Linked DNA regions of Mus musculus: region 2 is linked to region 1. A link is a contact called in public Hi-C data. All regions are on one chromosome and are shown on one strand. The core of a region is the stretch at or near the end of the contact, and the rest is flanking DNA. Distances in the headings are between cores, read along the strand shown. Region 1 holds the start of Zbtb44 (zinc finger and BTB domain containing 44). Region 2 overlaps Nfrkb (nuclear factor related to kappa B binding protein).

Region 1 (3,726 bases), core at 537-3,036:
GTGAGTTCCAGGCCAGCCAGGGCTACACACAGAAATCCTGTTTCAAAAAACAAAACAACAAACAAACAAAATCAAACATGGTGGGGGAAAAAAAATCTAATCCCAACCAGCACTTAGGAGGAAGAGGCAGACTGTCTCAACAACAGCAACAGTAGCAACCACAAGAAAAACTGGCAACAATGCAGAGAAAAAGGTTGACCACCAGTCTGGTATCTATGTTCACTGCATTTTCCCTGACAACTTCTGTGAAACTGAAAACTTCCAGGCCATAAAAGAAATTTATATTACTACTGAGAAGTACAGCGGAAAAAGCCATCTTACCCAGGAATGTCTCTGGGTTCAATTGTCAATTGGGCAACCTGGGGCAAGTTACAATTAATATTACTAAGTTTCTGTCAATTCTATAAAACTCAAAAGTAACTATATCACCAGGTTCTAAGAATAAGACTATAGCTCTAACAAAGCAAAGCATTGTTGCACAAAGTAAGTAAACCTGGTTTTTGTAATTAATAAATACAAATCATCACAAAATACAAATGGATTAAGAAAACACTCCTTTTTATATTCCATGGGGAGAACTACAAAGACATAAACGAATATTATAAATCAACTGGAAATCAAAGTAAATAGGAACAAAAAAATCAAGATCTATGTAGTACTTTTTAAATCAAGAATTACCAAAAAGGCAAAAGGAAATATCAAATCTTTATCCAGCCTCTGTTGTCTATTATATGGTATAGTTCGCTTTGGGTATTAACTTATCTCTGCAAAAAAATGCTAATAAGCGGAAGTTGAGAATTTTTCTGAAAACACACATTCAACAGATTAGTATGCTTATATGCTTAAAAAAGTAGTTTTGGTCTTAATTTCTGTAAGTTCCGTGAAAGTACGTAAACATCGCGGTTTTCAATAGATTCTGGTTAAGGTTTACAAAAACCAAACTGATGCGATTTCCTTTAATCAGTTGTAACTTAGTTGTCATTTCACTTGCAGGTAACCCCTAGCTTTTTGTTAGGCCGACAGTAAAAAGACCAGCTACAGAGTGATCCTCAGGTAGGTGGGAGGGGGTTAGAAGTGTTTGCATTCTCTATTTCTTTTTAAGAAAAGTGCCGTTCCGACGCGGGCGAGTAGGGCAGCCTGGGAGAGGAAGGAATAAACAAGTCTAGGGCTCGCGCGTAGACCAGGTGAGCGGGTAATAAATGGCCCGGCAGCACAGCATTTGTTATTGGGCGGATTTTCTGGCCGATAGGCTCCCCTGGAAGATCTGGGTGACGGCTTCAGGTCCGCTGGGACCAAGGCCAGTCCCCCTCTAAGGATTAATCGCCAATGAGGGGGACCCTGTGGGTGCCTCCCAGCACGAATCAGGGTGACAAACCAGGTTTCCTCTCCCTCCCGCGTCCAGGTGGGTGACAAGTGGTGTCAGTCCCCAGGCCGGCCCGCCGTCTCCCCACTGGCCCTCCCCTCCCGTTACCTGCGGGCGGCGGTGCCGAGGCCCGGAGGCCTGCAACTGCTCCTCCTCTTCCCCGCCAGGCTGGGGCGGCGAGGTGGCGGTGGCTGTGGCGGTGGCGGAGGCAGCGGCGGTGGCGGCAACCCGGGGGGAGGGGGCGGAGCGCGCGACTGGCTCCTCTCCTCCCCCGGGAGGCTCAGGGGACCCTATCTCGGGCCGCCGCTCCTAGGCCAGTGTGCAGCCTGGGACTGGGCGCGCATGGCGGCGCCACTCACCCGCGTGGCCGCGAGGTGCGAGAGTGCGAGGCGCGAGGAGAGCGCCGGGCGCCCGTGGGCCTGAGGGGAGGAGCGAGGGGCCCAGCCCGCTGCGCACGGACGGCCGTTGGGGGCGGTTGGTCGAGGGCGGCCGAAGGCTCGCTCGCGCTGGCCGCGGCGGGGCGGGGTGGGGAAGGGGAAAGGGACTGAGGGGAGAGGACGGGAGGCTGGGAGGGAGCCGCCGCAGCGCGCGTGCGGGCGTGCGGGCGGGCGGGCGCCGCCGTAGCCGCTCGTTTCACTCCAGCCTGTTTGGGGGCACTTTGTTTGTGTCCCACAATGCTCCGCGCGGCCGGCCGGCCCGGCCTAGGGAGAGGGAGGGGCGGGGCCGCGCTGGAGGCGGTGCGCGGCTATTGCGCAAGCGTAGTGCGAGCTGTCCTTCGCCGGTGGTGCAAGCCAGACGCTGAAGCACAGCGGGCCTTGACCCAGTCTGTGTGCACTTGTCTGTGAGCTTCGTATGCATAAGCGCCATGAGGCCTGTCGGGTTGTCGTCCCGTAGCTGTGGTCTGGTCCTGCGCCGAAGGAAGCCAGCGTTAGGATGATTTGCTTTTCTTGGAGCTAAAAACCGAAAGAAACTCTCTTCCCCGGGTGGTTTCTGTAGCAGCAAAGCACTCCAGCATTTCCCGGTCGGGAAAGGAATCTGGGTGGTGTGGCCATTTTTCACACGTGGAAACTGAGGCCTATTAGGGCGTGGCCACGAGGGCCTCTGAGAATCTGGCGAGCTCCCCTGCTTTCTCCCCGATGATCAGCGATCCCCCGCAAGGGTTACTACCGAGCGTCTTGACAGGTCTAGCAGCCTTGTCGTACTTTGAGGTTGCCATAGCATTTTTCTGATTACCATGGCAGGAAGTGCAGTTCTGAGCAGACCAGAAAAAAAAATTGGCTCCCATGTCTTTTTTCTTTCCCCAACACAGACTGGCTTCTAAAACCTAAAGCAACTGTGAACTATTCCTTCCCTTACGGTGAATCCCGTTCTAGTACACAGTCTCGCCCTTGGGGAAGGGAATGTGTGGATCACCGAAAATTGACTGTTCTTCTCTAGAGGGTTACTGTCTGAGTTTCGGTCGCTGTAAAGTCTGCCTGTAGGATAAAATACCCTAAGGTGTGGCTACCTCGGACCTCAGGGAATCAGACCTGGCGATTGGGGGCACTGGGGGCGGAGTGGGTATTCCTGGAGGCAAGTGGGATTGCGCCCCAGAAGAGGAGAAGGGCAGGATACCAGTCAAGACCGCTGCAATTTGGGTGCTGGGCATGCTATGTACCTACACCTCCAGTTTTTAAACCGAAAGACTTCTTTGTGCAAGGTAGGTTGATCTCCCAGCTGCATTAGACACTTGGCTGCCTCTGACTTAAACCACCCTCTACCAGAGCACCCAAAGCGATGAAATTTTTCAAAATAATGTCAACAAAATCAAAGTCTATGCTCCAACAAATTTTCAAGAGTTAGAAAGTATTTAATCCTTGACAACCTAATCTACAACTTTCTTAATATTATTCTATCAAGTTTTTATTATTCCATTTCAGTGATGAGCAACATCAGAAAACAAATCGGGCCTGGCTTTACAGTGAGATTTGAAGAATCTTACTAACTACGGAGGCGCCTGAGCTAAAAAGGCCCTTGGTAGAGTGTGTACTGAAAACATATGTCATGGAAAAACAAGGGGAGAAGAATCTAGTGGGAATAAAGTAGACAAATAAAGCCTGTGTCTTAGTCTATTTAATTGGACAGCCAAGAGAGCATTCATTTGGGCATTTCTAATTGTGACTCAAGGGACAGAAATGGCGGTTAATGTTCGTAGGACAGGCAGAACTCAGGAGTGCACACACACACACACACACACACGGGGGGGGGGGGGTTGGCGGGGGGGGGGGGGAGAGAGTGCAAGCACCTCTCCTTTTTCTTTCTCTTAAGCTCTGTCTATTTCTCATTTTGTCTCTAAAAATGCTATCCTCCCAGCCCATTCCCAC
Region 2 (3,291 bases), core at 746-3,245, 390 kb before region 1:
GCTGTTGTACAGCAAGGAGAATGTGCAATGTCTGGGCTGTAAGCAAGTGCTCTGAGAGCAGCATCCCACCGGCTTTCCCTACTCTCTTGTCCAACAGCTCTGAACCTCCATGTGAACAGGCTTGTTGAGGATAACCCCACAGGAGAAGACGCAGGGACAACCAAGATCAGACACTCATATTCAGTACACTGTGCTGAACTAGTCCCACTTGAGGGGTCCATGCTACCTCATGGCCTACATTTCTTACTATATAACCTCTCCACTATCAAGTAAGCCACCAACCTACTAAGAGCCTTGCTATGTTCTCATTCTGGTTGAAGGGGTAAGTGATCAGTTTAGGGGCACTAAAGCCCAGGTTTCTATTTGATAAAAGACATATAGTAGGTTCTTTAAAAAAATAAGTTACACAAAAATTTTCTGGACACAAAACTCACATCTCAACAAGTCACCAAGAGGATCAGAAACTAAAAAGTAAAACCTCACATAGAATGAGGCTTATTCCCTGCCGGCCCACTCAGCAACTGGCAGGCCTGCTCCCTGGACATCCAACACTCGGGAGGTAACCCTGGCTTGTGTGACTGTGACCTCCCAAGACTCTGATGTTCTCTCTTCCTGGACTAGACAGATTATCCCTGGAGCCCTAAAGAGGGACCCCTTTCAGAGCTTCACTCTGGAGCGTGGCAGCAGAACCTAGGCCGCAGTTGCCATCACTCTCCACCACCCTGCCTCAAGCAGGACAGCTCAGAAGAACGATGCAGCCTCCTGCTGCTCCCTTTCTGTCGGCCGAGATCCACCGGGCCTGGTCTCTTAGAGAAGCCGCCTCTCCTCGGTCACTGCTGCTCAGGTGCTTGTTTAGGAGATGGAGCTGTGGTCACAACAACAGTGGACACTGCTTTGGAGGAGCCAGAAGCCGTGCCCTGTTGCAGATGGGATGCCGGGACGGTCTGGATGCGCACCTGCTTACAAAGAGAGGAGGTCTGATCAGTGGACTGCACTGTTCATCAGTGAAGAAAAGAAAACAGACAAACCTGAGCTGGTCAACAGTCTGCATCAGACCTTACCTGTGTAGCCTGACCTTGTTGCTGAAGCTGCTGCAACTGCTGAGCAGTGAGGAAACTCACTGGCTTATTGCCAGCAATGAGTTTGGTACCTGCTGGCATGGTCGTGAGGATGATGTTGCGACCCAGCCCACTGAGACTGTGAAAGGGAAACGGAGGTAAGTATGACGACATTGCTCAGGCTCAGAATGAGGCTACGTATTGCATGAAGGACAACGAAGAGGCCCAGGAAGAATCTTCTGGATTCAAATGCAATCTCATACTAGGACATTTCTTCTAGCCTTCCGTGGCAAGAACCGCCAGAGTAGTGGATAAAATGGCCTAAACTCTACACACGGCCCAGGAAGAGTCAGGCACTACCAGGAAGCATGTATCCCTAGCAAGGAACTCTCGAAGTTGGACAAGAACTCAGAGTATCCCAGAGAGTACAGGAGTGAGTCAGCCTCAGCAACCCAGGAAGATGCCTGTCTCTTAGGAAAGAAAGGGCCACCCCACATCCCAAAACAGCTTTATAGTGATTAGGAATGCCAGAATGACTGCATGAGTCTTTTATTCCTGTTTAAGTCAGGGCCAGAGAAAACCAACATTTGCCAAACTATCTTAAGCTTGGCCTCAAATACAGGGCGGGTCCCTTACAGCATCCCAGGCCAGCACCCTGCACTTCCTCGCTTTCTACACGCAATATATACTGCTTTACTACCTCCCCCCCCCCCCCCCCCCCGCCCGTCGGATTCCTCTCCCTACTCTATCCAAAACAGTACTGGGGATGTGTATTACTGATGCAATGTGTATTACTGATGAACATGTCAGCTGCCAGCCACCTTCCCATTCTGGACCAACTGTATTTGCAATTCTACAAACAGCACTCACTTGGCTCCAAGGTTGCCTTTGATGATGGGGGCTGTGACCACGCTCTTGCCCTTCATTGGCTGGCTAATCACAGAAAGAGGAACTGTGATTCTGGTAGGCAGTTTCCCCTACAAAGAAAACAATTAGCTTTGTGGGGAAGAAGGAGATATAACAAAACAGCTAGTGTTTACAGAGAAGAAGCAAGAGCACTACAGACACCTCCAACCCTCATTTCCCCAAGGGTCCCAATGTTCCTGAAGACAGAACCCAAGCAACTCTAATAAATCGGCTTATAACAAGTTATATATCATTTGTTCTACTATCTAAAGAACAGCAACTGTCTGTCATGCGAGGCTCGTGTGTGTGTGTGTGTGTGTGTGTGTGTGTGTGTGTGTGTGTGTGTCTGTCTGTCTGTCTGTCTGTCTGTCTGTCTCAATTCAGTCTTCCTGCCTTGGCTTCTGCAGTGCTAGGACTCCAGGCATGCACCACACACTCAGCTAATAGCCTGGGACTTTTAAACAATGCGGGCAACTCCATTTTCTGTGTAAGTAAAAGCCTTTGGAGACAAAGGGTGCAAGAGTATAGTTTCAATAGGAAATGTCCCCCACTGGCTCATACACTGACTGCTGCCAAGACTAATCTGAAAGAAGACAGACACTTTCAGGAGAGGTGAGGCCTAGCTGGAGAAAGCAGCCAGGGGGAGTATGATCCTGAAGGCTAGCTTGATCCCTCAGTCTGGTCGTTGCGCCACTGGATGCTCCCTCTCATGAGCTGAGCAGCCTGAGACATGCTCCTACCACTATTATTCTCTGCCTCATCACTGGCCCACAATCGACAAAGCAAAAGTCTGGGCTAAAACCTCTATGACCATGTCCTGAATTCATCTCCCTAAGTTGTTTATGACAGGATTTTGACACAGCAATATAAAATCTGACAGAGGGCTGGTGAGATGGCTCAGTGGGTAAGAGCACCCGACTGCTCTTCCGAAGGTCCAGAGTTCAAATCCCAGCAACCACATGGTGGCTCACAACCATCTGTAACGAGATCTGACGCCCTCTTCTGGTGTGTCTGAAGACAGCTACAGTGTACTTACATGTAATAAATAAATAAATCTTTAAAAAAAAAAATAAATAAAATCTGACAGAATATAATTCTCAAAAATTATTTTTTTTTACATTTTTATGTTTGTATTTTACCTGAATGTGTGTATGTGCACAACACATGTGCCTAATGCCAGTGAAAGACACGAGGGCACTGAATCTACTGGAACTTTAGTTATAAATGGTTATGAGCCACTATGGGGATGCTGGATCCTCTGGGTATAATTCTTTATATACTCCTGGATCTGTAGAACTTTTCTGTCTAGATCCATGAAGAATGCTGG

Evidence for each region. Hi-C and Micro-C count contacts between places; a contact is called where the count stands out from the background.
Region 2: a Hi-C map of B cells shows a contact between it and region 1, with 15 read pairs. The contact joins the enhancer-like site here to the promoter of Zbtb44 in region 1. A contact is called at or near these places in 2 of 39 promoter capture datasets (the C10 cell line and pre-B cells), 1 of 484 Hi-C or Micro-C datasets (B cells), 3 of 115 datasets of contacts at active chromatin or transcription factors (embryonic stem cells, fetal liver and pancreatic cancer cells) and 1 of 9 other capture datasets (adipose tissue).

Annotation. Positions count from the first base shown.
Region 1 is chr9:31,028,704-31,032,429 of GRCm38.p6, reverse strand. Zbtb44 (zinc finger and BTB domain containing 44) reads right to left here and starts at 1,786. Exons shown (of 6, transcript NM_001115130.1): 1 at 1,472-1,786.
Region 2 is chr9:31,417,720-31,421,010 of GRCm38.p6, reverse strand. Nfrkb (nuclear factor related to kappa B binding protein) reads right to left here. Exons shown (of 26, transcript NM_172766.3): 24 at 1,929-2,035; 25 at 1,062-1,197; 26 at 1-956. The coding sequence ends at 831. Among named protein-coding and RNA genes, the nearest start is that of Nfrkb, 33 kb to the right of the region's middle. Within about 2 kb of position 1,995, at least 38 of the 459 cell types and tissues checked have an H3K27ac peak or open chromatin away from gene starts, as enhancers often do. A contact at or near this core is called in B cells, where this site is marked.